7 separate regions of the Mus musculus genome follow, and regions 2, 3, 4, 5, 6 and 7 are each linked to region 1. Evidence: chromatin contacts called from public Hi-C, HiChIP or PLAC-seq and promoter capture Hi-C data. All regions are on one chromosome and are shown on one strand. Each heading gives the region's core, a stretch centred on a gene start, on an enhancer-like site or on the middle of the called end of the contact. The rest is flanking DNA. Distances are from core to core; before and after follow the strand shown.

Evidence for each region. Promoter capture Hi-C pulls out the DNA fragments that hold promoters and counts their contacts. A called contact is a pair of places that touch in the nucleus more often than the background predicts. HiChIP or PLAC-seq counts read pairs in DNA pulled down with a chosen protein or histone mark.
Region 2: a contact with region 1 is called in a promoter capture Hi-C map of hippocampal neurons, with 5 times the contacts expected there. The contact joins the enhancer-like site here to the promoter of Plxna4 in region 1. A contact is called at or near these places in 5 of 39 promoter capture datasets (the 3T3-L1 cell line, 3T3-L1-derived adipocytes, embryonic stem cells and 1 more), 1 of 115 datasets of contacts at active chromatin or transcription factors (embryonic stem cells) and 1 of 9 other capture datasets (embryonic stem cells).
Region 3: an H3K27ac HiChIP or PLAC-seq map of embryonic stem cells shows a contact between it and region 1, with 9 times the contacts expected there. The contact joins the enhancer-like site here to the promoter of Plxna4 in region 1. A contact is called at or near these places in 10 of 39 promoter capture datasets (the 3T3-L1 cell line, cranial neural crest, embryonic stem cells and 4 more), 22 of 484 Hi-C or Micro-C datasets (the AML12 cell line, CD8 T cells, the HL-1 cell line and 11 more), 11 of 115 datasets of contacts at active chromatin or transcription factors (craniofacial prominence, embryonic basal ganglia, embryonic forebrain and 7 more) and 1 of 9 other capture datasets (adipose tissue).
Region 4: a contact with region 1 is called in a promoter capture Hi-C map of embryonic stem cells, with 9 times the contacts expected there. The contact joins the enhancer-like site here to the promoter of Plxna4 in region 1. A contact is called at or near these places in 8 of 39 promoter capture datasets (the 3T3-L1 cell line, embryonic stem cells, hippocampal neurons and 3 more), 13 of 115 datasets of contacts at active chromatin or transcription factors (SST interneurons, cardiomyocytes, embryonic basal ganglia and 8 more) and 1 of 9 other capture datasets (embryonic stem cells).
Region 5: a Hi-C map of the N1E-115 cell line shows a contact between it and region 1, with 6 times the contacts expected there. The contact joins the enhancer-like site here to the promoter of Plxna4 in region 1. A contact is called at or near these places in 8 of 39 promoter capture datasets (the 3T3-L1 cell line, the HPC-7 cell line, embryonic stem cells and 3 more), 1 of 484 Hi-C or Micro-C datasets (the N1E-115 cell line), 3 of 115 datasets of contacts at active chromatin or transcription factors (embryonic stem cells, forebrain and stem cell-derived neural progenitor cells) and 1 of 9 other capture datasets (embryonic stem cells).
Region 6: a contact with region 1 is called in a Hi-C map of embryonic stem cells, with 2.3 times the contacts expected there. The contact joins the enhancer-like site here to the promoter of Plxna4 in region 1. A contact is called at or near these places in 14 of 39 promoter capture datasets (the 3T3-L1 cell line, the C10 cell line, the HPC-7 cell line and 7 more), 2 of 15 datasets of contacts at CTCF or cohesin (embryonic stem cells and pro-B cells), 14 of 484 Hi-C or Micro-C datasets (the HL-1 cell line, embryonic stem cells, nephron progenitors and 1 more), 11 of 115 datasets of contacts at active chromatin or transcription factors (embryonic forebrain, embryonic hindbrain, embryonic limb bud and 5 more) and 2 of 9 other capture datasets (embryonic stem cells and liver).
Region 7: a contact with region 1 is called in a promoter capture Hi-C map of hippocampal neurons, with 20 times the contacts expected there. The contact joins the enhancer-like site here to the promoter of Plxna4 in region 1. A contact is called at or near these places in 11 of 39 promoter capture datasets (the 3T3-L1 cell line, the C10 cell line, embryonic stem cells and 3 more), 1 of 484 Hi-C or Micro-C datasets (cerebral cortex) and 12 of 115 datasets of contacts at active chromatin or transcription factors (embryonic basal ganglia, embryonic forebrain, embryonic hindbrain and 5 more).

Annotation. Positions count from the first base shown.
Region 1 is chr6:32,586,134-32,590,493 of GRCm38.p6, reverse strand. Plxna4 (plexin A4) reads left to right here and starts at 2,302. Exons shown (of 32, transcript NM_175750.3): 1 at 2,302-3,190.
Region 2 is chr6:31,599,297-31,603,656 of GRCm38.p6, reverse strand. No RefSeq gene overlaps it. Among named protein-coding and RNA genes, the nearest start is that of Gm31486, 3.7 kb to the left of the region's middle. Within about 2 kb of position 2,371, at least 35 of the 459 cell types and tissues checked have an H3K27ac peak or open chromatin away from gene starts, as enhancers often do. A contact at or near this core is called in hippocampal neurons, where this site is marked.
Region 3 is chr6:31,640,763-31,645,122 of GRCm38.p6, reverse strand. No RefSeq gene overlaps it. Among named protein-coding and RNA genes, the nearest start is that of Gm13846, 8.1 kb to the left of the region's middle. Within about 2 kb of position 2,357, at least 79 of the 459 cell types and tissues checked have an H3K27ac peak or open chromatin away from gene starts, as enhancers often do. A contact at or near this core is called in CD8 T cells, adipose tissue, embryonic stem cells and 2 more, where this site is marked.
Region 4 is chr6:31,705,046-31,709,405 of GRCm38.p6, reverse strand. The region is part of intron 1 of Gm13846 (a long non-coding RNA gene); the gene reads right to left. Among named protein-coding and RNA genes, the nearest start is that of Gm13847, 41 kb to the right of the region's middle. Within about 2 kb of position 1,950, at least 3 of the 459 cell types and tissues checked have an H3K27ac peak or open chromatin away from gene starts, as enhancers often do. A contact at or near this core is called in embryonic stem cells, where this site is marked.
Region 5 is chr6:31,746,720-31,751,079 of GRCm38.p6, reverse strand. No RefSeq gene overlaps it. Among named protein-coding and RNA genes, the nearest start is that of Gm13847, 83 kb to the right of the region's middle. Within about 2 kb of position 2,154, at least 8 of the 459 cell types and tissues checked have an H3K27ac peak or open chromatin away from gene starts, as enhancers often do. A contact at or near this core is called in the N1E-115 cell line, where this site is marked.
Region 6 is chr6:31,832,426-31,836,785 of GRCm38.p6, reverse strand. No RefSeq gene overlaps it. Among named protein-coding and RNA genes, the nearest start is that of Gm13847, 170 kb to the right of the region's middle. Within about 2 kb of position 1,730, at least 4 of the 459 cell types and tissues checked have an H3K27ac peak or open chromatin away from gene starts, as enhancers often do.
Region 7 is chr6:31,896,872-31,901,231 of GRCm38.p6, reverse strand. No RefSeq gene overlaps it. Among named protein-coding and RNA genes, the nearest start is that of Gm31894, 120 kb to the left of the region's middle. Within about 2 kb of position 1,946, at least 10 of the 459 cell types and tissues checked have an H3K27ac peak or open chromatin away from gene starts, as enhancers often do. A contact at or near this core is called in hippocampal neurons, where this site is marked.

The sequences.
Region 1 (4,360 bases), core at 1,053-3,552:
AAGAAGAGGAGGACAGGCAGGGGCTGCACCTGTCCTTTGTTGGTCCAGCTTTCTGCACATTCTTTCCCTGTCACTGGCCTCTGTCATTACTCTTCAGGTACCACACAATGCTGACTCCTCTGAATGAAAACAAATGATTGCACACACTAGGCAGGAGATAAAGAACAATAAGCACATTTTGTTTGCTACCTCTAGAAAAAAAAAAGTCTGACTTCTGGTCCATCCATCAGGACACACACACACACACACACACACACACACACACACACACGCACTACAAGGGGCAGAAAAGACATCTAGGCAGGGTGACAAAGACTTGCTTGGATGATTGGCTGAGAAGGGCTTAGAGTAAGTTCTTACTTCCTCTCCCTTTGAGCATTTTCACATAAGTCCCCTACAGCCAACTGACAATCGGATCTCCTGTATCCTTTAGTGAAGTGCATTATTTAAGCAGCCTGGTGGGTTTTCTGTGGGGCTTTTAGGCTGTCACTTCTGGGGTGAGCCTGTTATGAAGGTGTCATGTGCCAATTTCAGGAGACTCTTCTGAGTGAGTTTAGGCCCTGGTGAGGCAAGCCTTACTAAGACCTGTGGGGACAGCTTCCTTTGATTTTGCATGAGTGTCTCTGAGGCGTCATGTCAGACAGACACTTGGCCCCGGGGCTCCCTTAGTTCTGGAAGGAGGATGTCAAAGCAGCAGCAACATGGAGTTATTGTTCTGTGTTTCTCTGGGCTTGTGAAACTAACTTGATATTGTGTGCTTATCTTGGGTCTGGGATCCAGCGTTTCAGAGAAGAGAGGAGCCAGATCAATGTATTACAGGGAGCTAATAAGATAACCCTTGCTGTCTTCTGGGCCATGCGATGCTCAGCAGACAACCAGAGCCTAACAGGGCTCCATGCTGTCTCCTGGAACACCCTGTAACTAGAGAAATGTCTGGCTGGCTGGCTTCTTCATGCTTACACTTGATTCATTGTGTCCTTCTGGTGGGAGCACTTTCAACAAGGTCCTGGGTGGTAAGTCCAACCCGACCCAAGTGTGCTACCTGCCCGGAAGCTTGTCCAACTTGTCACCTCGAAAGTCTACCGAGGGTATAACTTTGATGTTTGTGAAAACATTACCCCTATAAGAAGGGGAAGGAATTTATACCACTGTCAACCTTTTCCTAGTAAGCAGATTCTGAGAGGTTTTGGTGGGAGGGACAGTTATGCGCAGGAAGTGACTGAGGTTGAAGAAAGTGTCATGGGAGAGTGGGTCAGGAACCCCAAACCATAAGCTCCTGGAGAGGTCTTTCTTTGATGAATGGCTAGTCTTACTGAACTTGGCTGACAGAGCCATTTCCTTGAACTTAGCATGCAGAGTTGGGTAGACAAATAGGTGGGCATCCTTTTGAAAATTGTTTTATTTTTATTTATTTATTTTGGTCGTTGGGCTCATTAACTGGAGGGGGTCTTTGTAGAGATATTCTAGATAGTGCAGCCTCACCTATTTCCCTGCCTGCCAGATGCTCTCTCAATTTAAGCAACCTCTGGATTTCTTCCTTTGGGCTTCTGAAACTATTCTGATGTTGGCAATGTCTGGGTTATGTTTAGGACATGGCCCAGGACCTAGGGCTTCAGAGACAGTGAAGCAAGGTCAGCCTCTGGACAGATCAGGTTACCTAACAAGCTCTGTGGCATTGGCCATTCATTTCTGTCCTAGGACTAGAAGAAACCTTGGGTTTGGGCATCCTCTAGTGCTCTGTGTAGGATTACCTTGGTTGGTGGGGCTGGACAGGGATTCTAGGTTAGGAATGGATGTATGTTTGGCTGGTGTCTGTTAGGAACACCCAGAAGTGCCTCTGACCGCCTGCACCACATGCCTGCTTGGGAGTATGCCCCGATCCAAGTGCACTTGGTGGCACCATATATGCACCACTCTGCCCTGTGTCTCCACCGCCAGGGTGACTCGAGGAAGCCAAGAAGACCCAGGGGGTGTCTGCAAACGTCCACACTGGGGAAGAGCAGGCGGGCCAGTGGCGGCAGCGTGCGGGGAAGCGCCCCCTGCCCCCTCTGCCGGCCGCTCTACCTTGGTCTAGATGTCAGTCGCGAGCTCCGAGCCAGCTAGCGAGCCAGAGAGGGAGCGGCGGCGGCGGCGGCAGCGGCGGCGGCGGCGGCGGGCCGCGGGCGGCGGGGAGGGGAGGAGGCGAGGAGAGGGAGGGAGGAAGGGAAGCAGGGAGGGCGGGAGGGAGGAGAGGAGGACCCAGAGAGCGCCAGGCAGCTGGAGTTTTTGCAGCGCTTGGCCGGGCTTCAATGCACAGCAGCAGCGAGCCGCGGCGGCAGCAGGCAGCCCGGGAGCTCCGGCGGCGGCCGAGCCAGCGGCGGCCCCGCTCCCTGCCCCCTGCAAACTTTGCGAGCAGCCCGCCCGGGGGGCCGGGGACGCGCCTGGGAGGCTCGGCTTGGACTACGGCCGCGCTCTTGGCCGCCGCAGCGCTAGCCGCCGCCGTCGCTGCTACCACCGCAGCTCCGCGCCTCCCCGGGGAGCTGCCGGCGGCTTCCGAGGCCCCCCAGCCCCGGCCCCTGGGCACTGCCCGGCTAGTCCCCGGCCAGGGTTGGGGGCGACAGCGGCGCAGCCAGCCCCGGGCTGCCAGGGGGTGGCCGTCACTGCCCAGGGAGGCGCGCAGAGGATCGGAGAGCGCTCCCCGGCGGGTCCCCAACGTACTCGCCGCCGCGCCCGGGCAGCGGCCCGACCCGGCTAGCATGGGCGGCGCGGAGTGACGCCGCCGTGCCCGCTTGGCATCAAGGACATTCAGCCCGCGGGGGTGGGGACGAAGGGGGGCAGCCCCGCGTCGCCGCCGCAGCCCCTGAGAGCCACCGCTGTCGCTGCTTGGGCTCCGGGGCTGGATGGAAGCTAGGGGTGCTTGGAATTGATCTTCATTTCCTGACCTTTTTGTTGGACATTACGCCCACCTTGGACGCTGCAAGAGGAGCTGTCAAGCCCGGCAGGCTCTGATTTGGCCCCCTCCGTTTTTCTCTGCTGCTCGTGGCTTCCCCGTGCCTCGGTGGAGTATTTGCGTTCGGGGCTGGGGCTGGAGGAGGCAGCCACACGCGCGCACACGCACACGTTCAGAGGAGGGCGAGAGGCAGCGGTACAGGCACCATCTGCAGTGTCAATGCGGCGCTGGGGCTGAAGGAGGGAAACGCCGCGCTTCCAGGTAAGGAGCCGCCGGCCGGGCACAGGGCCAGCTGGGCAGAGCGGGCGGAGGTGGCGAGTCCGGTCCCGGAGTCCTCGCCTGCTCTGAGGCAGCCCACTACACACACACACGCACACACACACACACACACACACACACACACACACACACGCAAAACACAAATCGCGTGCGCGCACACACACATACTCACACACAGGCACACACTGCGCTCACGCACCTGCCCACGTCCCACCTGGACACCCGCGTAGGTGCATCGCAGCCGGAGCAGGGATTTCCCGTGTTCTTCTCCTCTCCGGACCTAGACTTCTCTTCCCCAGGACTTTCAGGGTGGGATTCAGTAAATGACTGACTCTCCTATCCAGCCTGGTAGGATGAGGGAACGATTTTGCTGTTTCTAGCTCCTTTCATTTCCTAACTGGTTTTTATAAGACAGGAGAAGTCATGGGAGGTCTTATGAGACCCGCCCAGTGCAATTGTGCCCCTTAGCTTTTTGGACACCCGGAGATTTTTTGCTTTTAAATAGGAGAAAGGCAGAGAGATATTTAAAGGGCAGAGAACTGGAGATCTTGGTGATCCGGTGCCTGGGAGGAGGCCACATAGGCAACTGGGGCTGCAGTTCTGTAGGGCGGCGCATATGGAACAGACTCTGCGATTCCCCAGTAAAGGCAGCACACACGCCTTTCCGAAGCGTGGCACTGCTTCCCCGGAATGCGCCGGGATTTCAGTCAGGGAGGGGCTTTAACATCAAAGCTAGAGGAGTGTTCCTTGTCTAGGGAGGATGCTGCGGTCCTTTAAGGAGGATCAGACCTTATTCATGTTGCCAGTCACCGGTAGACAACAAGGAGACAGGGCTTAAGGGACACATGTTTGCGGCCAACCCCTCACTTCCTTATCCTTCTGTGTGTATGTGAGGCAACTCCCCCCTGCGCCTTTAGTTAACACCTGTCACATGTCTTTTGGGGTGTGTGTCTGAGAAGTAGGAGGGAGAGTAGAGATGGATTTAGACTAATGGAGAAAGGACTGTGAAGACGATATCCACTTTATAAGGTATTTGGTCTATTAGTGTATTCTAGGTACCTTAGGCTACTAGTGTAACCCAGAGTCTAGATCCTCTGAATGCAGGACTGCCCTCCAGAAACCAATGGTTCAAGTTGTACTTCCCCAGAGTTC
Region 2 (4,360 bases), core at 1,122-3,621, 990 kb after region 1:
AATAACTAAGACATACCCAGTGTATTCCCAAAGACCATTTCAAAGCAAAGATGAGGTAGACAAGATGACATAAGGAGGCCTGTAGGGAAACTAACAGCTGATACAACAGATACCAGAGCTGTGGGACACCAAAACATCACTGCTCAGTGAAGACCACCCAAAGCGGGCTGGGACCCACACGGTGAACACAGACAACCCAGGATGCCCTTGGCTTCATGCAATTGGTGTCTCCATGGCCATGGAGATCTCACTTTGGACTTCCGTAGGTTCCTGGCTCCATGTGATTGCCATGGGAAAAATTCAGATGAGCTGCACAGAACATAGCAAAGAAAGTGGGCAGAGTTTACTGCAGATTGGAGCAGAGTACATGCTCCAGAGAGAGACTAGACAATGGCTAAAAGGAACATCTGTGACAATCTTCAGCTCCCACACACAGCCTTTATCAACTTCTGAAGTCTCTAGAACAGGCAGCCTTTCCTGGGGGTAGGGGGAGTTCCTACCCAGGTGATTGAGACACACATTGGGACTGACTCTTCCAGAAGGGGAAAACAGGATGTCTTTGATCTTTATGATAAAGCCTCTTTCTCGAATTACCCTACAGGTAACCTGTAGGGGTTAGTACTCCTGACACCAGGTTTGGATAGTTATTTATTAATGACCCTATGGGCAGTTGGAATGTCACATTTCCTGAAGGGCCAGCAATGTGATTCAGGCCTCTGACTAGTAGGCAGAGTCCTGCTGCCCCTCCTCAATGGTCCAGGCTGTTGAGGGGAAGGTTCAAGGCCACTGTTCTCCAAGCCTGCTTGCTGGTGTCTGCTTCAGTACCAACAGCAAGCATCGTTAGCCTTGTAGAATTGGCTGTACCTGTCTTGCACCTGATACAAACGTTGAGAACGAGAGAAAAAAACTGCTCAGGAGGTTTAGGAAAGGAACCTTAATGAGTGAGCAGCTCTACTTTTTATCCTCGCCAACCAGTTCTGTCTTGACCAGAAGCCAAAAATACCCTCAGCCTTATCAGTAGGTGTGTCCTTGCCAGAGATCAGAAATACCAAAATCTTTAAAGGCACTGGCTTGTGTCCTGGTGCCTAGCATTTATCATTCTTCTTTTATAATCCTTCCCTGGGACCCTCCAATCAACCAGAGCTCTGCTCACTCACTTTCTCTAAAGCTCTCTGCTATAATAAAGCTCCACTCCAAAACCCGTCCCTCCATCGCCCAGATGATACTGGGATCATCCTTGCCAACCTCTCCCGCAAAGATGACCCATGAGCTGCGGTTCATACCTCTTTTTCTCACCTTCCACAGGAAAAGATGACCCCCACCCCCACCCCCACCCCCAAGACCTAGTTTTCTGCAGAGAAAGGAGGAGAAAGGACAGAGGACAAGTCGACCCAGTAGAGACACAGCGAGGACCTCCTCAGACATTTGTCTGGACTTAGAGGAAGCCCGGAGAGTCCCAAGTGTCACATAGCCTCAAGATATCTTTTTGTTTTTGTGACAGAGTCTCATGTAACTCAAAGTAGTCTTGAACCCTATGTAGCCAAGGATGGAACTGGACTCTGATCCTCCTGCCTTCACTGTTGGAAAAATCCCACCCTTAAGCCCACTTTCAATACCAAGTGACAGCAGGCCATGTCATCATCGGCCACCAAAATGCCAACCGTTTTCTCTGTCACCACCAGTCTCCCTATGTGCACTGCCTCCTTTTCCAGCTCCTTTCCCCTTCTGGGCTATCTCAGAGGCTGCCTCTGCAAGCCTCACTCCCCCAGGAAACCTCCCATGTGAGATCTGTTACAACGTGTGACTTTGTGGTGTCCACTGCTTAAATAATAATATCTACCTCCTGGGATTGCAGGCATGCACTACTGCAGCTGGTACTGTGTAGTGCTTGAGGTTGAACTCCTGGCCTCATGCGTGTCTATCTCCTGAGATGTCTTAAACAGAGGAATCTGTGGGTCCTTGCCTGTCTTCGTTCCTCATGATACAATGAAAGCCTATTTTCTCTTGTTCAGCTTCCACTCTGCCTGCCACAGGTGACTTCTCATGGGGAGGGAGTGTCACTATCCAGTGCAAATGTCCCTGTCTAAGAAAGACCAGGAGAGCCACGTACAAGGCCCATCACCCTTCCAGTACACAGAAGTATTTCTTTACCTGGCAGCAAGAGCATGGGTTACATAGGGAGATGCCTAATTTTTTTCCCGGCTCTGATGCAAGCTTTAATGGAGCAGGCAGCAAGCCAGACCCAGCCTGGAGAAGAAAGCTGCTATTCCCATCCATGAGAGCTGTGGAGTGGAGCCAGAGGGGTGGGAGAGATGCCGTCTGAAGGAGGCACTTTGGAAATTCCTTACATTTTTTGCCCTTTGTCTCTGGGCATTGAGATGGAGAGAGGCACCTTTGACTCTATTCCAGTTTCCCATCTCTTCTCTGCATTCAAAAGGCAGATCCTACTGAGTGCCAAAGAATCCCCTGGCTCCTTTTTTTATCTCAGTGGTGACACAGTGGAGGGGCCGGCTGGGAAGCAGGCCTTCTTCTGGTCTGTGTTCCTGAATTTCCCTTGTGTGGCTGCTAGGGCCTGGCTCACATACTCAGTGACGCAGATGTGGTGCCTTCTTCCAAAATGGGTGGTCCACTCTTCACCCTGGTGGTGGGGAGCTCAGAGGTACCTGAGTGAAGGGTGGGTACTGGATACTGGTATATGAGGACTGGTCGGTGAACCCCATAGCTAATTCCATGAGGAGGTTGTCCAGATGCTGGGGATGGAATTCTGTGATAGAGCATGTGTTCTTCCTGTATGTGGTCGGTTCTGGGTTCAACACCTGTCACCCAGGGAAAGGGTACAGAAAGGAGCTAGGATCCCTTTTCCCAGGAGTGTCTATAGACTTCAAGGCTTTTAACAGAGCTGTGAACAGGGGTGGCTCTATTACTGGTATAAGGCACAGGTCCTTTTGCCACTATGAACAGTTCACCAATCCCCCACCACCAGCCACTTTGCACCCCAGCCAGCTGACTTCCAAGCCAGCAACGGGGCATCCATAACTCATCCCGGCACCCCAGGCTCTCAGCTGGGAAGAATCATAGAAGTTACCAAGACAACCCTCCATCTCAGAAAAGGAGACATGCTCAGTGAGTATGTGACCCCCTCCCCCAGGAGGTCCTCAGAGCCATGCCATGTCCTGCCTCTTTCACCCCTCCTCCACCCTGATCTGAAGAGCTGGGATTTTTTTTTTCATTATTTTACTACACTTGGGCCATCTTGTATCCTTTTGTCACCAAATTATGACATCTTTATCTTCCCAAAGTGGTAGACTGTGTCACAGACAATGGGACAAGATTTATGTCTCAGCACTCTCACTCAAAAGGTAAAACGTCACTGTCCTTTGAAGGGCAGTGACTTTGAGTGAGTTTGCCACGCCAGCAATTGTTCATTTCAGGACCAGGGGGAGGTGGGGGGGAAGCATCACATCCCCGCTGAGCTCCAGTTCCCACCTCTGAATGGAGAGAGTTGGCTTGAAGACCTTCATGCCTCTTCACAGCTGACATCCCAGGGTAAGGGTTTGAGTTACACATCCCACTGCAGGGGACAGCTCCCCCAACCCCTCCCTTCCTGCTTTGCCCTGGCTCAGGGTTCCCTGTGGCTAGCATCCAGCTCCTAGCTGTTTATGGTTCAACCCTATTGGGCAGCTATAAAATGAAAACCACAGAGAGGTGACAGCTAGTCTTCAGTACAGTATCCCTTAACCAGACTGGTCACAGTTTTTCTGGGGAATTCGGGACTCTCTTTCATGAGTTCTTCAGTCTCATTCATATATGGGCTCAGAAGCAGCTCAGGGGCCAGTTTATAATTGTTAGAGAGACAAACAATAGGGTAGACGGGCTATAAATCTCAGCAGATGCTGGGATAGATAAGAAGAAAAAAGTGAGATGCCTTTTGAGTTTTGAAATACCAGACAGAGGTAGGGGTGGTCGTTAAGCCTTTGATCCCAGAATCAGGAGGCAGAGGTAACGGTTCTCTGTGAATTTCAGGCCAGTATGTCCTACATAGTAAGTTCCAGGCCAGCCCAGGCTGCATAGGAGACCCTGCCTTAAAGCAAACAAACAAACAAGCTGGGCCTGGCAGCCCTGCCTGTGGTCCCAGAGCTCAGGAGGCAGAGGAAAGTGAATTTGAGGCCTGCCTATTTTGCATAATGAGTTCCAAGACAGCCAGGACTACAGAGTGAGACTTTGCCTCAAAAAATCAAAAGGAGGGAGAGAGAGAATAAATAACCAAAAGAAAGTGAATTTCAAAAAAGAAGGAAACCAGATCTAGTCATGAAGATCAGCAATATGTGTGTGTGTGTGTGTGTGTGTGTGTGTGTGTGTG
Region 3 (4,360 bases), core at 1,108-3,607, 950 kb after region 1:
GCTAGAGCTACCTGAAGGACTGCCTCAGAGAACGTAGAGGAGAACTCGGTGGCTGGAGCTGCAGAGTCCTAAAGCATACCTACCCAGAAACTGAAACCCCAGAACCACTTAGGTTCAAGGGCAAACAGGACAGAGGTGTCTGCTTCTTCAAGCAGCCAGGAGGCTGCTCTCCTGAGGGCCGCATGAATTTACTAGCTACTCACCTAGCAGCTGGTGGAATGGATCACCCATGTGTCTTCCCTCAGACCCTGGGCTGTCAGGGTTACTCCAAGCAGACCCGGGATTGTTCCATCCTGGGCCTTGGAAATCAGAATGCGCATGGATGGGCTGAGCCCAGCCAAAGCACAAAGCACACTGACAACAAGCAGTCTTTGTAACGACAACCCTGAGGAGTTCAGAGGTGCAGCATGCCTGTGTAGCCATAACGCTGATAATTTACACTTGGTCTCAATATGGTTGGAGATAGCAGACGCAGGGAATGGAAGACTGGATCAGTGTTTTTTCAAGTGCACCCAATACTACTGTTGTACACCTTAGCAGGAAGCCAAGCTCAGGCCTCCAGTGTGAACTATTGATTGAGACTTCATCCATGCTAATGTGCTAACTGACTGCAGCATATAAAAATTACACTCCTAAACAGCTTTTAAAAAGTGGGGGACTGGAAGGATGGCTCAGTGTGGTTAATGCATGCTGCTCTTGCAGAAGATAGAGTTTAGTTCCCAGCGCCCATGTTGTGTGATTCACAACTGCATATAAGTCCAGCTACGGAGGATCTGATGCCCTCTTCTGTCCTCTGAAGTCACACACACACACACACACACACAGAGTACATCCTTTACAAAGGAACAAAATGGGGCTGAAGAGATGGCTCGGTCTTACACGCGTTCACGACTGGCCAGGAAGAACACAGCAAACCGGAATCTTCTGCGGCAAAACTTTATTGCTTACATCTTCAGGAGCAAGAGTGCAAGAGAGCAAGAGCTCTATTGCTTACATCTTTAGGAGCCAGAGTGCAAGAGAGCAAGAGTGCAAGAGAGAGAATGGCGAAACCCCGTCCCTTTTAAGGAGAATTATCCTCCGCCTAGGACGTGTCACTCCCTGATTGGCTGCAGCCCATCGGCCGAGTTGTCGTCACGGGGAAGGCAGAGCACATGGGGTGGAGAACTACCCTTGGCACATGCGCAGATTATTTGTTTACCACTTAGAACACAGGATGTCAGCGCCATCTTGTAATGGCGAATGTGAGGGCGGCTCCCACAGCTCGGTAGTCAGGAACAATTACTACTCTTACAGAGGACCTAGGTTCAGATTCTAGCACTCATACATGGCTCACGGCTATTTTTCTTTTCTATTTGTTTTTTATTGTATTTATTTAGTGTATGAGTGTTCTGCTGCACATACACCTGCAGGCCAGAAGAGGACATCAGATACCACTGTAGATGGTTGTGAGCCACCATGCAATTGCTGGGAATTGAACACTGGACCTCTGGAAGAGCAACCACTGCTCTTAACAGCAGACCCATTTCACCAGCCCCTCACAACTAGTTTTAACTCCATCTCCAGGGGACCCAGTGCCCTTTGCTCTCTACAGATACCAGGCCCACACATGTCATATATGCATACATGCAGACAAAAAAAGCTCATATACATAAAAAAATTAATTTAATTTTTAAAAAAGTTGGAGGCTGGCAAGATAGTTAAGTGGGTAAATGTGCTTGCCACCAATCCTGATGACCTGAGTTTGGTCCCCAGGATCTACCCACATAGCAGGAGAACCAACCTCCCCCACATTATCCTCTGACCTCCACACAGTTGTTTGATCCCACTCCAGAGTCTAAACTGATTGGGTTAGGGTTCAGTCTAGGCTGGGGACCCCAAAGCCTTCACTGCACAGGCAAGAGGACCTCACTGTGAGAAGTTTTGAATACCCTTCAATTTCTTCCTTCCCAAAGACCCTTGAGTTTCTTGCTTGCAGAGTTTATTTCCCCAGCTTTAAATTTTTTATTACATTTATTTATGTGGGGGAGGAAAACAGGGTTGTGTGGAGGTCAAAGGACAACTGGCAAGAGTCGGCTCTCCACCATGTTGAGTCCCAGCGATTGAAGTCAGACCATGGGGCTTGGCGCCAAGTGCCTTTACCCACTGAACCACCCTGCTGGGCCCACTTTCCCAGGCACCACCTCAGTTCTGGGAAGAGCAGGCTGCCATCCAAGTACAGCATGACATCTACGTGCGGTTACAGCTCTGCAGCACACGGCTCTGCTTCGAAACAAAGGGAGAGGACGTTGGGAAGCAACCTTCCCTACCCCCAGCCAGGCACAGACTCAGCCAGGCAGAGGGGTTGGGGGCGGGGCTGCAGTGCAGCTGGGTGGTGGCGATCCCTACCGCCCCAGTCCTCATTTCCTGATCAGCTCAGAAAGCATTTCCATGTTGGCCCAAAGTTTCTGTTTCCTGTCCCCTCCCACACTATTTTTAGGCCCAGCAGGCATTTCCTGTGTTGGCCTGTCCCACCCACCTCGGGTCTGTCCTGGCTTCTCCTATCAGGATGCCTGCAGGGTGGGCCTGACACACGTGATTCCCCTCGTAGGGACCCTGGTGTCCCTGGAAACAGGTTGGTACCCAGCAGGTGGCCCGCAGCTGCCAACTCCCACTTGGTGCCACCCACCCAACGCAAGACTTGCTGTTTCAGAGTCGGCCCTTCCCTTAGGCCTGAGACTCTCCTATCTCTGTGTAGCCATCAAGATACACAGGTGCTGCAGGGACTCCCCAAGAATGGGCAGTGGCACTTCAGGCCTGAAGGTTGGCTTTTATCCTCTGATATCCTAGTCTTGTTGCCATAGTATGGGGAGAACCTGTCAACCTGTGGGTCGTGTCCCTTTTGACAACTATCCCTGAAAATATTTACCTTATTATTCATGACAGTTATGAAGTAGCAATGAAAAATAATTTAATCGTTTCGGGGGAGGGGATCATCACAACATGAAGAGCTGTATTAAAGGATGGCAGCATTAGGAAAGTTGAGAATCACTGAGAGTTCAGGGACTTCCCAGCCTAGACCTAGTCCTTTTACCCTGAGTTGCTCCCCATGCAGCTTCGAGTTTTTAAATACCTCCTGTGCCTAGAATAACAAGGCTCTGTTTACCCAGGCTGAGGTAGACAGGAGAGGACCTTAAAGCTCAGAAACAAGGAGGCTTGAGATTCATCCATCCATCCATCCATCCATCCATCCATCCCAGCCCATCTGACTGCGTGAAAGGATCCACACCACAGATCTCAGTTCTGGGTTCTTCATGACTGCCCTCCTAAAGAGTCTGTATAGACAGCTGACTTTCTTGCTTTCTCCCTCCTCAGGAAAGTATCACACCACAGATACGCTGCATCCATGCCCACTGCATAGATATAAATGTAAAAAGAATAAGATGTTTCCACATCTTCAAGAACTAATTGCAGGGACTGGAGAGAGAGATGACTCAGTGGTTAAGAGCATTGGCTGCTTTTCCGGAGGACTTGGGTTCAATTCCTAGCACCCACATGGCAATTCATAACAATCTGTAAGTCCAGTCCCAGGGGATACAATGCCCTTTTCTGGCCTTCATGGGTACTGCTTGCATGTCTGGCATGGACATGCATGCAGGCAAAACACTCATACACATTTAAAAAATTGTTTTTTTATGTTACACATTAAAAAAATAGTTTTAAAGAACCTTTTGCAGGAGGCAGGGGCAGAAGTAGGTAGATCTCTGTGAACTTGAGGTCAGATTGGTCTAGATAGCAAGTTCCAGGCTATACAGGGCTACACAGAGAGAATCTTTAAAAAAAAAAAATTAGGCTGAGGGTGGTATCATAGACAAGCAATCCATGCAATCCTAGCACTTAGAGACTGAGGAGCAAGGACCAGCTTCAAGGCCAGCCTGGCTTCATAGTGATACCATATAAATAGGCAAACAAATCTCACCCTTTTGTGATCCTTTACTCTAGCTAAGGAAGAGTGGAGACCACAGTATTTGAAGTCAGACCACAGCGTTTTCTCTGGTTCTTGCTCTCACTGTGTAGCCAAGCTGTCTCAAGCCTCCCAACTGCTGGATAATGGGCCTGAGCCGCTGCAGGAAGCCCAGCCTCTTCTCTTTGCATCAGATTCAGGTGGAAAGAAGCCACTTCCCAGAGCAGTGTCTCCAGAACTCTCAAAGGGAGGTTGCCACCAGTACTCTGCAGCCAGCTCCTGTTGGATTCAGTACCACCCACCTGGAACATCAGATTGCCCAAACACCTACAGAGCTATTCTTACACCAAGTCCTAACCAACTCAAAGTGGCTATCAAATGAACATCTCCTCTATCCCTTCTCTGTTTTTCTTTCTCTCT
Region 4 (4,360 bases), core at 701-3,200, 880 kb after region 1:
TTTGTTTTTGTTTTTCGAGACAGGGTTTCTCTGTGTAGCCCTGGCTGTCCTGGAACTCACTTTGTAGACCAGGCTGGCCTCGAACTCAGAAATCTGCCTGCCTCCCAAGTGCTGGGATTAAAGGCATGCACCATCACGCCCAGCTAGTTAGAATTATCCTAATACCAAAACCAGATAAAGATGTAACCAAAAAAAAATTATAAACAAATATCTATGATTCACATAGATATTATGAATCACATAAAAAAATCCTCATTATTCTGATTCAGTGCTTTACTTTCCTTTCCATAAGTTGGAAATTTAGCAGGGTGGGGTCTAGCCCTGGGGTCACAACTCCCTTTATTCCCATTTAATATCAGACTTTTTAAAAAATATGCTTATCTCCTTGAGCACAGGACTTAGCTCTATTGCACTCCCTGGTGCCCCTTTTCTCCTCAAGGTTTACATTTTCTATTTTTTCTTGCTCAGCTTGCTCCTTTTCATTAAAGATCTGCATACAAGTGAGCACTAATAACCACACAACAAAGTCTATACTAGGTTGTTTTAAGATTCTTCTGTCAACAGAATTAAAACTCTCGACTATAGCCTTGGGCAGACTTTTCAGACAAGGCCAAAGCAAAGCTACATTCTTCACCAAAATCTCACAATCTCTGAAACCTCTTCAGCCAGGCCCCCACAGCTCAAATCACCCTCATCAGAACTGTATTCCATGCTCTTACTAGTATGGCCTATTTAACTGTGTGTAAAGTAATCCGCTACTTTCCTAACCCCAAATCCCAAAGTCTACATTCCTCCAAATAAAAACCCAGTCAGGTCTGTCACAACAATATCCCACTCCTGGTACCAACTTCTGTCTTAGTTAGGGTTTCTATTGCTATGAAAAAAAAAAAACACTCACAACAACGCTTGTAAAGAAAAACATTTAATTTGGCTGGCTTACAGTTTCAGAGGCTTAGTCCATCATTATCATCATGGTGGGAAACATGCTAGCATGCAGGTAGATACATGCTGGTACTGGAGAAGGAGCTAAGAGTTCTACATCTTGATCCTCAGGAAGCTGGGAAAGAACTGACTTGAGCGCCTGAGTTCTCAAAGTCTGCCCCCACAGTGACACACTTCCTCCAGCAAGGCCATATCCACTTCAACAAGGCCACACCTCCTAATAATGTCACCCCTCTCCCCCGAGGGCCAAGCATTCAAATGCAGGAGTCTATGGAGGCCTTTCCTATTCAAACTACCACAATCCCCAAATTATGAGTCAAAATAAAATCCCTCTTCCTCTCCAGTCACTTTTGGAGGGTGTTTTGTCATAATGGGGAAAGTATCTAATACAGTATTAATACTAAATGAGGTCACACATGATTTTACTGCATCTCTTCTAATGTGGCGTCAGGAAAGTCTCTGCTCATGGGTTTTCAGAGGGGTGGGTATGGAAAGGGTATCAGTAATGAAAGCTTGGTCCTCTCTTCCATCACAACCTGAATCACTGCCAATGCATCTGATGGCCAAGGGACATGTTCTTTGGTTCAGACAGACTCACCAAGGGCAAAGCCATGTCTGTACAGATCCATCATAGCAGATCGTGGTTGGACCCTTTACAGATGCTGAGTGAAGACCATGTGCCAGAGCCCACGAGGCAGAACTTGGCAGTCCAGCTTGGCAAACAGTGTAAACACCACAGCTGTAGACTGGCTTCCTACCCATCTGCACTATGGAAAGAGTCTGGCCACCACTAGCCCTTCAACAACAGCCCTCATGAAGTCAACCGGCACAGGAACCAGCTTAGCAGCTACCTTGGAAAACAAAGATCTATTGAGCATCTGATATTTTATCCACATTCTCCTAGAGTATGCAGAACAGTCCTGGTGACAGGAAATCTCTCTAAAGAGACCTACCTTCAAGTGTCTGTTCAGGAAATTCAACAAAGGAGGCTTGGGACTGAAACTTGATTTAGCCATTAACATGCAACGATCTCCCTGGCCTCTGTATCTGAATCTGAAAGGGGCTAGGGGAGGTGCCACCTTCCAGCGCAGTCAGTGACAATAAATGAAATCATGCATTCTCTGTCATCAGAGCTCCCAGAAGTAAGTATAATATGCATGGCAGGTGGTGTTATTAATGACATCCTCAGGTGTTTTCTAAAGTTTGTAATTAGCATGTAAGGGTAATGGTGAAGTGTCAGCTCCCCAAGACTTCCCCAAGCAGAGCATCCCAGCTTGAAAGGAATGGCCTGCTGCTCTAGTCTTTATCTGAATTTTCGCCACTTCCTGATGGCAGACGATACAGCTAAGAGAGTTAGTTCCAAGAATATTAATTGACTTCTCCTTATTTGGAGTGATACTCATCCTTCTCCTCTCCCCGCCTCCCTCTTTAGTTGAGTTGATTCAGGCAACACTCCCTAAAAGCTGTGGGCCCAGCAGCCCCAGCAGTAGCAGGTGACTGCAGCCCCAGCAGCCTAAGAAAAGGCAGCCGCAGTGAACAGCGTGTCGGAAGCATTCCTTCTCCATCCCAGGAAGTAGGAGATCCTGTTCTAAGCACTAGCAAGAGGAGCCTGACTCCTCCAGAATCCCAGATCTTCTCCAGGAGCCTGGCACCAGGTACAGGAGTTACCATGAGCACATACACCAAATATGGCTGCTTCCAACTGGCATAGAGAGCTTTTGGGCAATGCTGAGGAAGGAAGGGAACCACAGCCAGCTTCTGGCTATAGCTGAGAGCAGCCATGACAGGAGTGGGGGTTCTCGAAGCCATAAGGCAGCACCATGAAATTGGACACAATCTCTCAAAGGAAACTCATCTGTCCTTGAGATTCCAAAAGGAAGAATCTTTTCCTGGAGGTCACAAAGGGATGGAAAGGAGAGTACAATCTTTCCAGAGAATTCAAATTCTGTATCAGAACTATGAAAGAAGATAGCACAGGCCAGGCAGTGGTAGTACATGCCTGTAAAGGTCACAAAGGGATGGAAAGGAGAGTACAATCTTTCCAGAGAATTCAAATTCTGTATCAGAACTATGAAAGAAGATAGCACAGGCCAGGCAGTGGTAGTACATGCCTGTAAAGGTCACAAAGGGATGGAAAGGAGAGTACAATCTTTCCAGAGAATTCAAATTCTGTATCAGAACTATGAAAGAAGATAGCACAGGCCAGGCAGTGGTAGTACATGCCTGTAATTCCAGCACTTGGAAGGCAGAGGCAGGCAGATTTCTGAGTTTGAAGCCAGCCTGGTCTACAGAGTGAGTTCCAGGAAAGCCAGGACTACACAGAGAAACCCTGTCAAAAGAAAGAGAGAGAGAGAGAAGAGGGGAGGGGAGGGAAGGGAAGGGAAGAGAAGAGAAGAGAAGAGAAGAGAAGAGAAGAGAAGAGAAGAGAAGAGAAGAGAAGAGAAGAGAAGAGAAGAGAAGAGAAGAGAAGAGAAGAGAAGAGAAGAGAAGAGAAGAAAAAGATAGCATGGGCTGGCGAGATGACTCAGCAGGTAAGAACACTGACTGCTCTTCCAAATGTTCTGAGTTCAAATCCCAGCAACCACATGATGGCTCACAACCACCCATAATGAGATCTGATGTCCTCTTCTGGTGCATCTGAAGTCAGTTACAATGGACTTATGTATAATAATAATTAATCTTTAAGAGAAGGAGGAGGAAGAGGAGGAGGAGGAGGAGGAGGAGGAGGAGAAGAAGAAGAAGAAGAAGAAGAAGAAGAAGAAGAAGAAGAAGAAGAAGAAGAAGAAGAAGAAGAAGAAGAAGAAGAAGAAGAAGAAGAAGAAGAAGAAGAAGAAGAAGAAGTAAAAAAACCAAGTCTTAATGCCAGCAGGTTCTTCCAACTCCCTGGACACTGCCAACTTGGCCTGAACTTTTGTCAAAGCATAGAAGTCTCACACACAGTAGAGAAAATTCAAATAGTGCATTAAGGTTTGGAGAAGAGATAGAGAGATGGCTCAGTGGATAAAAAATATTGCCAGTTTTCCAGAGGACCTGGGTTACAAATTGTCTGTAACTCCAGTTCCAAGAGCCTCATAGCCCCCTTCTGATTTCTGTGGGCACTGCATGAATGTAGTACACCGAGTACATGTGGATAAGACATTCCTACATATAAAATAAAATAAAAATCATTAAAGAGACTGGAAGAAACCCCCTAAAAATGCTTTCAGGCTTGGTGGCCCTGCCCAAGCTTGCAGACATGCATAAGTAATTGAACATGACTTTGAACTCTATACCTTCCTGCCTCCACCTTCCAAGTATAAGGATTACATTACAGGTATGTGCCATGACATTGGACTGGCTAAGCTGTTTGAAAACTCCCTGAATCCTAAGCTAGAGAAGCCCTCCTCTTTCATAATCCTTGGCTCCTTGGTGGGAAGTG
Region 5 (4,360 bases), core at 905-3,404, 840 kb after region 1:
ATTTTTTTTTAATGAAAAAAAAATGTTATATTCTATTCATTTTCATGGGTCATTAAATATTTTCCAAAAGTATCTTAAATTGAATTTTATGCAGCAATACTACTCAACATTATGGATGACCCATAATTTAATTGGTCTGTGCATTATTGCTGAACACTCATTTTCTCCCTTCATATCTTCCTTTATTTACTTCCTTTTGCATTAAAAAAAAAAAAAAGATTGCAGTGAACGTCTGCACATATAAAACTTTGTGTCTTAGGATCAGAGGGAGGAGTCAGAGACCTTTTCTAGCCTCTCAATACATTCATAGTGGCTTCCAGAAGTCGATGCTTCCTGTTCTCAATTCTATAGCTATCCGTAGTTCCTGGCCTGCTAAAACATAGCTTCTCAAACTGTTTCTTGTGAACACTGCCCCAAATACCTCAGCTCAGATTCCAGACGACTTCCTGCAGTGATTTCACTGTATAGCCAGGTTCCTGCTCTTGGAGAAGTGTAACAGGATCCCAGACCTTAGTAGACCCCTAGACCTTAGCACAAATGACACCATGATCAAAGTACCATTCAAGCTTTGGAACCCAGAACATAGGCAGCAACACCAGCCAAAACAAGCATAGGTCAGTTACAGACAGTTATAAGTTACAATTTGCTGGGAACCAAGCTTGGGTCCTCTACAAGAGCAACAAGTGCTCTTAACTGCTGAGCCATCTCTCTAGCTCCAAAGGAACTGTCTTAAAATATTTTTTAAATTATCTTATTATCAGTAAATGGTTTGCATGCTTATTTTTACATATTTGTATCAAATAGAAATTTAACCCCCAAGCAGACATCCCATCCCTGAGTTTAGAGTGTGTACCACTGGGCGAGGACGCTCTTGGGTCTATTGCTTCAGTCTCCACCTCCCCAAGGAAAGGGAACTTCCAGACCTCTAGCTGTTATGATTGCATACTGTGTTTCCCACACTTGCTGGCTCCCCACACTATCATCTCCCTAGTATGGCAGTCAAGCCCTCCACAGTGCCCTGACTGCTTGGTTTGGCTTTGATTCTCCTGTTTCTCCCGAGCCCCTTGCATCACACCCTCCAAGACACACTGGTGACAGTGCACTCCCACCTCAGGGCCCTTAGTAATGCCTTTGCCAGCTTAAATCCTCTCTGCTGCCCCTGCTGCTCTCACCTTCTGTCTTTGTAGAAACTTCACCCATTATTCAGGGTCCTGTTCATGTGTGAAGCTCACCCTTTTTAGACTTCATCATCAAAATGCCTTTCTTAGCTGGTCACAGAGCGGTGGGACCATACTAGCAACTCTTGGGAGATTGAAGCAGGTGAACGATAGATTTGAGACCATTTGAAAACAGAACTGAATTGTGGTACAGTTCTCTGGTCCTAGCCTGGGTGACAAGTACTTGTATCGACATGTCTCCTCCAGGGAACCTTCTCCACATGATCCCATTTCCCTCCATCCTTCTCTTCCCTTCCATGTCCCTGTCAGGCAGTCAGTGCAACATGACTTGTGTGGAACTCGATTTTCCCAACCTGCTGTGGAAATGGAGGAGAAATGATGTGACCAGAAGCTTGGAGCCATAGCAACCTGAGAGAGCAGAGGAAAAAAATCCTTAGGAGATGGACTTCTCCCCCCTGGGTCAATGTGATTGGCAAAAGGGAGGGATGCTGGAAATGATGCTCTCAAGAGAAGGGAGGAGAGACAGTGCACATGCCAATGGTAAAACAAGAACATGGAAGAAGGGCTGATGCAGCTCAGTTCTCAGCTCCCAAGTATCAGGCACTGTCAGCAGCCTGCCACCATCCTGAGGAATTGTCCTGACCCCAGGTACCCAGAGGCATAGCAACCAGCCAGTTTAAATATCAGTAGGATAAGGCAGGGAGACAAATCCTTCCATGGCGCTGTCTGCTATAGCAGGAAAATGATGGAGATAGAAGAAGAATGGGCCGGGAAAGCTGATCTGAATCTCTATAAATACCCACGAGGCCAGAACTTCCAGGTGATGGAGAATGAGCAACCTCAGCCCTGCTCTCCCTGGGAAGCAGATTACAGAGTGAGAATTAAAAGGGGAGGGATTTGAACGGCTTTTTATAGCCCCTAATATTGCTTCTGACAGCAGCCTATGCAGCCTCCCTGGGCTAAGACGCCAGGAAGATGGATGGATTTGTCTTTCTGTTAAACACCATTACCCTGAGCACTGGGGAGAATGAAGAATGGGTTGTAGACTCACATTCCAGGTTCCATCTCTTTTCTCCTAATTAAGAAAAAAAAAAGCTGCAAAAATATCTTCCATGTGTTCCCCTCCAACCTCAGAGGAAGATGGGTGTTCCACTAAATTACACAGATGACCCCTCCACACCCACCAGCCCCAGGAGCTAAAGTTCAGAATCAGCCCATCTGAACCGGCAAGTCCTCCCTAAGTCAATAACCTACTTCAGGATCCATTAAGTCACTTGAAGAAGCCCGGACATCTTTAAACCCCAACAGCTGTTTCCATTAAGACAAATCCCAAGGGTCTGTTGTTCGCCACAGGGTACAAATGACTGCCTGTTAGTGGGACTCTCTGTTGCTGCTTTTGTGATCTAAACCATCTATAAACGTCACAAGAGAGGAAGAAAAAGAGATAAAATCAGTGGTCCGACTTCCAGCTAAGGACAACCACAACAACAGGTGCAACCACTGTGTGTCAAAATGGCTGTGAAAAATGTACAAATTGTTCACTTCAGGGATTAGAAGAACTGCTACAGATATAGCAGGGTCGTAGAACACAAAGTTACCAGGCAAGAGTTGATTGTGTTTTTCTATACCAGCAAAAAATAATTGGAAAGTGAAAATTTTAAATAGTTTTGTTGCTTGTGGTGCCAGGACTAGAAAAGTTGTAGAAGATGTTGAAAACAGTAGAATACAACCTAAGTGTGTGTGTGTGTGTGTGTGTGTGTGTGTGTGTGTGTGTGTAACACCAGACCTAAGTAGATGGAGTTAGCCTACATTCAGTGTCGGTAAAATAGCTGGTCTTTCTAAACTAATCAGCAGAATCGACCTCAGGGGATTCCACTCAAAATCCCATCAGGTTTTGTCTGTGGGCTGATAAGGTTTGGATCTAAAATGTCAATCAAAGACCTACGCAGGCTAGAGTATTGTGGGGCCTCATTGGAAGAAGTTAGGTCGTTGGAGCTGTGAACTTAGAGGATAGTGAGATGCTGGCATCTTCCATCTTCTCTTCATTTCCAGCCATGAGATGAGTGGCTTGTTTACTGCTGTGATGTGCTGGGTCACCATTGGCCCAAGACAAATAAACTTCCTCCCTTTACAAGTGGGTTTATCTCTGGTACTTGTTGCACTAACAGAAAGTTAGTGTGTTGACAAACTGATTCAAAATTCATAGGTAAAATCCAAAGATCTAAAAAGGCCCCAAAATTTGTGGGGGAAAAGTTATGCTAATTTCAAGACATCCCAGAAAGCTCACAGTATGTACTGACACCGACTTGAATATCTAAATTGTATTTTCATTTGTTTCATTTGTTTGTTTGTTTGCTTGTTTGTTTGTTTGTTTATTCTCGAGGCATAGTCTCACTATGTAGCCCCAGCTGGCCTGGATCTTACTGTGTAGTCCAGGCTGTCCTCAAATTCATGAAGACCCACCTGCCTCTGCCTCCCAAGTGCTAGAATTAGAGATGTAGAGCATCATACCTGGCCTAAAATAGATCAGAGACCTAAAAACGCAACTTAACTATAAAGCTTTGAGAGGAGAAGGTCAGATCTTTGTAATTGGGCATAGGTAGAAACGTTTCAGAACACAAAGAACATGAGCCACAAAAGAAGCAAATCAATAAATTGAACATCATCTCAAATGTGAACAGCTTTTTAAAAGTCATTACTAAAATATATGAAACGGCAAGCAGCAGACTGAGAAAAGATATTTGCAATGTTCATAGGACAGCTCCAAATATGGGGCTATAAATTCATATCAAAAGAGGATTTATTAAGAAGATAAACTATGCATATATGTGTATATATATATCATTGTATGTCATAAACACAATTTTTACTTGTCAATTCTAAAACAATTTAAATGTAAGAAACTCCTTCAGTGCACTAGTGACAGGCAATGCAAGTAACCCTGTGTTCAGAGCACAGCCATGACACAGCACTGCCACCTGTCTTCCTGTCTCTTCTGTGTCATTCTGAGGTGAAGCCCAGGGAACACCTCTTCTGTGAAGTGCCCCCCAACCCACTCCTCACAGGTCTCCAGTCAGGCACCTAGAATGTATGCCAAGCACTACCCTACAGCTTCTCCCTGTTGGAGGGGTAGATATGGATAGAAGACTTCCTAACTAAAAGCAATGTTATCTAAGTCTCAG
Region 6 (4,360 bases), core at 481-2,980, 750 kb after region 1:
CCAGCATGCACCCTGGGGTGCTAATAGGCACCAAGGATAGTCATTTGTTTGTCCCTCTGCCTCTTGGATTCTGGGGAAATGGAGTTTCCTTTGGACATGACAATAATGTTCCTAGTTCCCTGGGTCACAGCTGAGTTCCTTGTCTCCTGATCATGGAGAATGATGAGCAAGCAATCTGTGTGTGATAGAGAAACAGAGTGACAGCAGCTCCCTGAGTGACAGCAGTCCCCTGAGTGACAGCAGCCCCTTGAGTGACAACAGCTCCCTGAGTGACAACAGCCCCCTGAGTGACAGCAGTCCCCTGAGTGACAACAGCCCCCTGAGTGACAGCAGTCCCCTGAGTGACAACAGCCCCCTGAGTGACAGCAGCCCCCTGAGTGACAGCAGCTCCCTGAGTGACAACAGCTCCCTGAGTGACAGCAGTTTCCTGAGTGACAACAGCTCCCTGAGTGACAGCAGCTCCCAGAGTGACAGCAGCTTCCTGAGTGAGTGACAACAGCCCCCTGAGTGACAGCAGCTCCCAGAATGACTACAGCTCCCTGAGTGACAGCAGCTCCCTGAGTGAGTGACAATAGCCCCCTGAGTAACAGCAGCTCCCTGAGTGACAACAGCTCCCAGAATGACAGCAGCTCCCTGAGTGACAACAGCTCCCTGAGTGACAGCAGCTCTCTGAGTGAGTGACAACAGCTTCCTGAGTGAGTGACAACAGCTCCCTGAGTGAGTGACAACAGCCCCCTGAGTGACAGCAGCTCCCTGAGTGACTACAGCTCCCTGACTGTCAACTGTTCCCTGAGTGACAGGAGCTCCCTGAGTGACAGAAGCTCCCTGAGTGACAACAGTTCCCTGACTGTCAACTGTTCCCTGAGTGACAGCAGCTGTCACTGACTGACTGTCAACTGTTCCCTGCAGCAGGGGAGGGGTCTGGAAAATGGGTTATCAAGTAGAGTTTTACAGGGGAGTTTTTATATCCTGGGAAATTAGTGGATTGGATCCAGCTGAGATATAAATGAGTCATTGAACTGAGATAATTTGAATATATAGAGAGAATTCTGACTGGTCAGTGGGCAGGTGAACAGAAATGCAGATTCAGGAAAGCTCATTGCAGTGGAGGACAAAATAAACAAACAAAAACAAAACAAACAATACTCCCCAAAGCCCCCAGGAGGTTGGAGTGGGGTAGGGTGCAATGGGGACCAGGAAATAAGACTTTGACTGGTTTGGACTTTTGGGGTTTTAATTCTTCAGCTCATTGTGAACCTCTTGGTGTTGACTGACTGCTAGTGCCACCAGGATAAATGACACTTTTGATTTCCTTGGGTCTGTAACCTTGGCTAACTGTCTACACCGTGGGACTGCCTTGTTCCGGTTTTCTAGCAGTAGGGAGGCCCCTGAGGAGCCTTGAGGAGGCTGATGGCTGATAAGGAACAGTCCCACAAGATGCTTTCACTGTCATCAAAAGGCAAGGTCTTGTTTGTGACTGACTTTCTAGGACAACATCTAAGAAGGGGCTAAGAGCCTTGAGCATGCTCTATGACTAATTTAATACACTTATTTGGAAAGCCCCCTCTGCAAAGACAATATTGTCTCCATGTCCTCAATCTTTGGAGCAAGTGTGGTTGATTAGATTTGAATTTTGATCGACGGCTGGCAAGAAGCTGTATCCAGATGCTCAAGTGAATGGTTCCTCGCCCGTCCCCTTAATTTCCCTGTTTTTCTACCCCACCTTATTCCCAAGAAGAATTGGCAGGGAGAGAGAAAGCTAACACACAGGATCTGCTGGAAATTCACTCAGAGCCCTGGGGCCCTCTTCCATTTTGACAATGGCTGAGGTGTCTGATCTTAGCTCCTAGAAAATTAAAATGTCCTTTATATTTATAACAGGGACAATAATCTGCCTTAGGTTTTGAAACCCAAGCAGAATACAGTCAATTCAGCTCGCTTGTCAGATGCTAATCTGACCCTCTGATAATAAAGAAAGCAGAAGGGGGGAGGAGAGAAAGCCCAAAAGCCAGGGCTGTGTCGTCTGAGGATTTACTGGGGGTGGGGGAGGGGGCTTTGAATTAGAATTAAATATTAGGCGGTAGGGAAATGCAGAAGAATGGTCTGTAAGTGATACAGGAATGGGAGTAAAGAACCAGAGGTGGGGGTGACAGCTGGGTGGACTCAGGCAGAAAAGAATCAGAGGAAACAGAATAATAAGGCTGCTGAGTACATTATTAACCTGGAGTCAGCTTATGACTTCCTCTCCTGAATTAATACGGAAGAGGGAGGGAGGGAGGGAGGGAGGGAGGGAGGGAGGGAGGGAGGGAGGGAGGGAGGGAGGGAGGGAGGGAGAGAGGGAGAGGGACGAGGTGGGCGGGGCTGCTGAGGCAGGATAAAGGATGATGGGTTTCTTGGGCATCTTTTTATTTGTGTCTGTTTGGGCTCTGCTGGATGAGGGGAGGAACTGGTGCAGCATTAAGAGTTAACAAGGTGAGGGACGATGGGATAGCTAAGATAGCTAAGAGTGTCTGCCACAGAAACGTGAGAAACTTAGTTTCCCCAGCTCCCAGAAAACTCCACTGGATGGAAGCAGGTAGGTCCTTGGAGCTCACTGACCAGCCAATCTAGCCAAACTGTTGAGTTCCGGGCTCAGTGAGTTCCTATCCCAAAAATAAGGAGCTGGAAAGAACGCTCTGCATGAAGAGTTCTTTTTGTTCTCAGAGAAGACCCAGGTTTGGTTCCCACCGGCATCCATAATTACAGTTTCGGGGGATCTGACACTCTCTCTTGACCTCCAAGGGCATCAGGCATGCATGTGGTGTGTGTGTGTGTGTGTGTGTGTGTGTGTGTGTGTGTGTATTGACAGTGGATGTCTCCCTTGGTCTCATCCACCCCACTTAGTGAGGCAGAGCCTCTGGCACTAGACCTGAATTAACCCTTTCAGCTAGTCTGGTGATCCAGCTTTCTCTGGAGAGTTCATGTACCTGGATGTTTGGGCATGCTGGGTTTACATGCCACCTGGCTTTTGCATGGGCTCTGGGGATCCGAACTCTGGTCTTCAAACTTGCACAACAAGTATATTACTTGCTGAGGCATCTCCCAGTCCAGAGCTTTTCATCTTTACCTTAAGAACTGGACAGATCAAGAGGTTGCTCTGTTTCCAAAAATTAACTTTGCCCATGGCATAACCTTACCCTTAACCCCACAAGTGTCATCTTATTCTCTCTCTCTCTCTCTCTCTCTCTCTCTCTCTCTCTCTCTCTGTGTGTGTGTGTGTGTGTGTGTGTGTCTATCCCTCTATCTTTGTCTTTCTGTCTTTCTCTTTGTCTCTGTCTCTTGTGTTTCTCCCTTTGTTTCTGTCTCTCTCTCCATCTCTCTTTGTCGCTTGTGTCTCTGTCTCTGTCTCTCTGTCTCTGTTTCTGACTCTCTCTTTCTCTCTCATTCTTTCTGTGTGTGTGTGTGTCCTCTTCCTTCTGCTTCCTGACCACCACAAAGTGATCAGTTTTGTCCCGCTCCACTCTCCACATACTATTCTTCCTTTCCACAGGCCCCAAGTGACCAAGCCAAATTACCACGGGCAGAAGGGCAGAGACACCTGAAACTATTAGCCAAAAGCAACTTTTCCTGCATGCATGTTGTTCATGTCAGGCATTCTGTCACAGCAACAGAAAGCTAGCTGATCCACACTGTGTTGTAAAAACTTCATCCTGTTCTTTTCATAGGATGTGGTAGGGGAGAAAAAGGAGCCACGCTGTATACGGAAAGCCTATCTTGTTGTGGGATTATTCTGAATTATTCTGACTGTAAACACATTGCTCCTGCACATTGTACCTCAACCAGCAGCCCCACAAGTTCCTTCTTCTGAACATGCCCTACCATTTCTATGTGGCAGCCACCCAGTGCTGAAAGGGACTTTCTTGCCCAGGATGTTTCTCCTTGTTAAACAGTGCTGGCATGGTTTCCTACAGTCTATTAGTAATCTAATCTGAAAATAAAAATGCTATGAAATCTGAAACCTTTTATTATTGTTATGTGTGTTCACATGTGCATCTGAATGTATAGTGGGTTTGTGTGTGTGTGTGTGTGTGTGTGTGTGTGTGTGTGTGTGTGTGTGTGTGTGCAAGTATGCCTGTGCATGCACACATAGAGAGAGAGCATCTTCCTCTCTTGCTCTCCACCTCAGTTTTTGAGACAGGGTCTCCCACTGAAACCAGAGCTCACTCATAGGAGCTTCACTTGCTAGCCCAGGGATTCCAGGTATACAGTCCCTTACCTTGCCTCTTATACGAACTCTAGCTCTCACTTTTGCACAGCAAGTACTTTTCCTACTGAGCCATCTCCCTGCTTTCTCAAATTTAAAGGTTTTTGAGAGTTAATA
Region 7 (4,360 bases), core at 697-3,196, 690 kb after region 1:
TCTTCATGATTGCAAAGGCCATCTCATCCAGCAGACCAAGCTCCCCCTGCCATCAGCCCCCCTGCTGTCAGCTCTTGCAGTCTTTCCACCCCATCTTCTGCAGTGTTCTCTCAGCCTTAGAGGAAGTGCTAGAGATATCCGTGTAGGCCTGAACACTCAACATGCACTCACTCTCAGCACTTGAACCAGCTAGGACTCTGTAAAAAGAAGTTTCTCTTGCCAAGGCTAGCACAGCTTTAGCCTAATCACAAATATTAAGAAGGCAATATTAATAATCATTACTAATGATTTACACTTCTAAATTACATTTATTTTCCTGGCTTCTTAAAAGGGAAGTTGTATCATTACTTTGAAAACTGTCTGTTTTTCTTCTATTAGTATTTAATGCTAACAATAGCCCTCCTGTCACTCCTGCTGATACCACTCAGTTCCTTTTCATTGTTCTGAAAATAAATCCTAGTACCTCATGATTCTTTATCTGACCCATGGTTTATTTTAAAATACTTTATTAACTCCTGGATACTTCAGGATTTTTCAGATATGGTTCTTTTGAAAGTTTCTAATTTAATTTGGTCATGGGCAAAATGATTTTTTATGTAAGTTTAATCTAAGATTTGTTTAGTCTTATTTTTATGTGTCAGCATATAGTCTGACTTTGTACACATCCCAGAGGCATTTAAAAGGAAGATACATTCAACATTCATTGGGTAAAATGCCTAATAAATATTAATAAGGTAAAGTTTGGTAATAGGACTCAGGACTTCTACAGATTTTTGTCTAATTGTTCTATAAATGTCTACGTCAGACTGACAGGAGTCTCTGGCTGTAGCTTTGAGACTTTCTATTGTCCCTTTCAGACTTATCCTTTTTATTTGTGTATTTCAAAGCTGTATGCCTAGGTGTATACTCACTAAGAACTTTTTATGTCCTCTTAATTCATTGATGCTTTGGGTCATTGCCTAATGACCACTGTCTGTGGTAATTTTCCCTATCCTGAAGCCCCAGTTGTCTGACATTAATAAAGGCAACTGTGTTTTGCGTTAGTGGCTCATGGCATGTCTCCCTCTCTTACTTTTTACCTGTCTTTGTCTCTACACAGACGTGAGATTGTCTGCTGGTTAATCTACTGTTAGATCCCATTTCCATTCAGCTTCTTAAAAGCAATGTGTGTTTATCGGGCATGTCTCTGAATTCATTTTTCTCATTTACATACTGGGGGCCTGAAGCAGATGACCTGTAAGCCTCTTTCTAACAGTCTATGGTCCTCCTACTATGAAGTAGCCCTGTTGTGGCCTCTGCCCATCCTCTTGTCCATACAGCCAGCATCCTCTCCTGTTGTTGTCTGTGCTGTGATTTAAGGACACCTCCAGTTGTTCTCTACAGTCTTGCATCTCAGGGGTAGTGAGCGGACTCTGTGCGGGACGGCCTTCTCATGCTCTCATATAAGCATGATTCAAGCCCATTGTCCTCCTAGGGTACTCCATATTGAAGAAACGGAGGAGGAGGGAGGAGAAGGGGGAAGAGGAGGAGGAGGAGGAGGAGGAGAATAAGGAGGAGGAGGAGGAGAAAAGGAAGAAGAAGGAAGAAGGAGAAGAAGGAGAAGAGAAGAGAAGAAGAAGAAGAGAGAAGAGAGAAGAGAGAAGGAGGAGGAGGAGGAGGAGGAAGAGGAGGAGGAAGAGGAGGAGGAGGAGGAAGAAGAAGAAGAAGAAGAAGAAGAAGAAGAAGAAGAAGAAGAAGAAGAAGAAGAAGAAGAAGAAGAAGAAAGAGACAAAGAGAGGCCCCATTTGCCAGATTCTCCCTTTCCATCAACAATTTGCCCCCACGCATGTTCCATTATCCCTAATTAACTCCAACCTGAAAAATCCTTCATTCCTCTCCCCAAATGCCACAGAGTAGAAGCATTTCCTTTCCTCACTCCATCTGTTCCTGCCTTGGCAACTGCCCACTGGATGCTGCACTAGACAATGCACAGCAGCTCAGGGCCCAGCCCAAGGAGAGGAGGAGTAAAGCCGGAGCCAGCAGAGGTTGCCAAACTGTCCATGTGTCTCTCCTCTTCAGTCTACTCTAGCCTGTGTCGACCCTGTGTTGGCACCCCTGTTCCTTGGGCCTGTGGTCTCTGCCATCTGAAATGGGGTGAGCCATTGCCAGAATCTCCTTAAACTCTGGGCTATTGATAGGACAAATAAGGTCACAGCTAAAGGACAAGAATTGGCTGGATTTAAGGTGGTCGGGGAGCACTGAGATAATTAGCTTTTCTATACTAGCAAGCTGCAGATAGACACTGAAACTTTCTTTTCCCATCTTTCAGGCTGTTAAAAGATACTGTGATCTCCAAGTTCACCCCTAGAGTTTCTTTGTGTCCTGTGAAGAAAAGAAAGCAGAGGGGGGTGCAATTGACTCCGTAGTTGCTATTTCAGTTTCCAGAGGAGCCCAGCTTGTTGATTGAAGAGATTGTTATCGTGTTTGGGGCTCCGTGAAGGTGACCTTCAAATCTTTTGCTAAACCAAAGGCTCCTTTCCTCCCTCCCCCTAAACTGAGTCTGAGAAAAACTTAGAACAGGGAGAGTTGGGGTACTTGAAGAAACCAGGCTCTCTGAGAAAGGCTGAGGAAGCAAAGGAGACAGGTGAGGAGTTTATATGCTGCTCCCCAGAGTAGGGGATAATAGACTCCTAGGATAATGATTGGAGGGGCTGCTTTAATAAGACTCTGTATGTGCACTGGACCACCCCAGGGAGCCAGTGGCTAACTGGCAGAGCTGGCTGGAGCGCTGGATTCATGTGCCTTGCATTGGTGCCTACAGATGTACTCCCTCTGCACTTCGGGACTGAGGAGGGGGACGCAACCTGCAGAACTCTAAAGATGTGGGGTTATTTGTTGGAATAGGGAAGGGAGAAAGTGGGGGTAGATCTGTGTGGACAGTGAATGTTCCAACCATAAGCCCACACACACATACACATGCGCACACACACACACACACACACACACACACACACGCGGGGGGGGGGGGACAGAGACACAGAAACAGAGAAGGAGATTTTTAAAGGGGAGAAGAGAATACACACAGAGGGACATAGACAACCTATGACCCAGACCTTCCTTCCAATAGCTTTTCTGGGGTGGGGTGGGGGTGGAAAGGGGGTGCATGTGTGCAGACACCAAAGGACAGGCTCTAGAATCATTCCTCAGGTACCCCTCGCCCTGATTTTTGCAACAAGGTTCCTCACTGACTTGGAAATTGCCAAGTAGGCTAGGCAAGCCAGCCAGCACACCCCAGGGTGAATCACCATACCCTACTTTCACCCTACTTTTCTAAATCCAGGTTCTCAGACCACAGTCTTACTATGTCTCAAAACTTTCCTGAAGGAAGGGGCCTGGATGCTGTCAGCCCCAGGACAATGAGCTAGACTGCCCTTTGTCTAATCTTCTTCTTGTCACTGTCCCTATGCCCTGAGACTCTCTCTCTTCCCTCTCCAAGTTCCTTGGGTGTCCCTCATAAAATCTCCACAAACACAAACCACAGAAGGCCTGGCTTTCTTGAGAAGTCCACTGCGAGCTAGCTGCCTTTCCTACAAGCTCCACTTTCCTGCAAAGCCATCCTCACAGGGTACCCGAGGAGAGGCTCTGTAAGAGCATCACTTCCTTACCACGAAGCAGTAAGGTACTTTCCTTCGATGCTGACTCTACCTTAAAGCCAGAAGAACCCTATTCCCCAGGATCCTCCATGGGGCCAGAGACCAGATTATAATAGTCAAGGGTTGAGTAAAGGTCACGTCTATAATGCTACCCTCTTATCCACACTCTGGAGACCCGGGTTGGCTTCTGGAAGCTGTGGGGAGGGGTGTGAGCTCAAGTTCATATGCTGATTTTGCTCAGTGGATATCAATGGCCTTCAGCAGTGATGCTTTTGGTAGCTGAGTCCTCTGCCAGCCTCTCAGTCAAATTACTGGTGTTATAGGAATCTGTTTTTAAAACTCCCTCTGCAAGTCAATAGAATGTCAATTTAGTTCTTCTTTTGTTAAGTCTGTATAATGCCTGTCCTTTTCTTTGCCTGTTAAATGAATCTCAGGGTCACCTCCCAGCCCTGCTCTCCTTCACTGTCCTCAGTAAGCCATCTGCCCTTGAGCCTTGGGGCAGTAAACTGCCTTATGTTCCCGGTTCTGTTTCCCCTCCTCCACAGTCCCCATCCTCACGAAAGAAAAGTCACCAAGTAACGGCCAGAGGGTGAAGGTCATAGCATAGCTCAGAAGGTGGAAGGATGGAAGCCTCGGTCATGAAGAGGCATCTGAACTCTTATAACCTCTTCTATGTGTCAAGATTCTTGAATTACAAAGATTGGAAACCAACTCCCTTAAAGGAGACG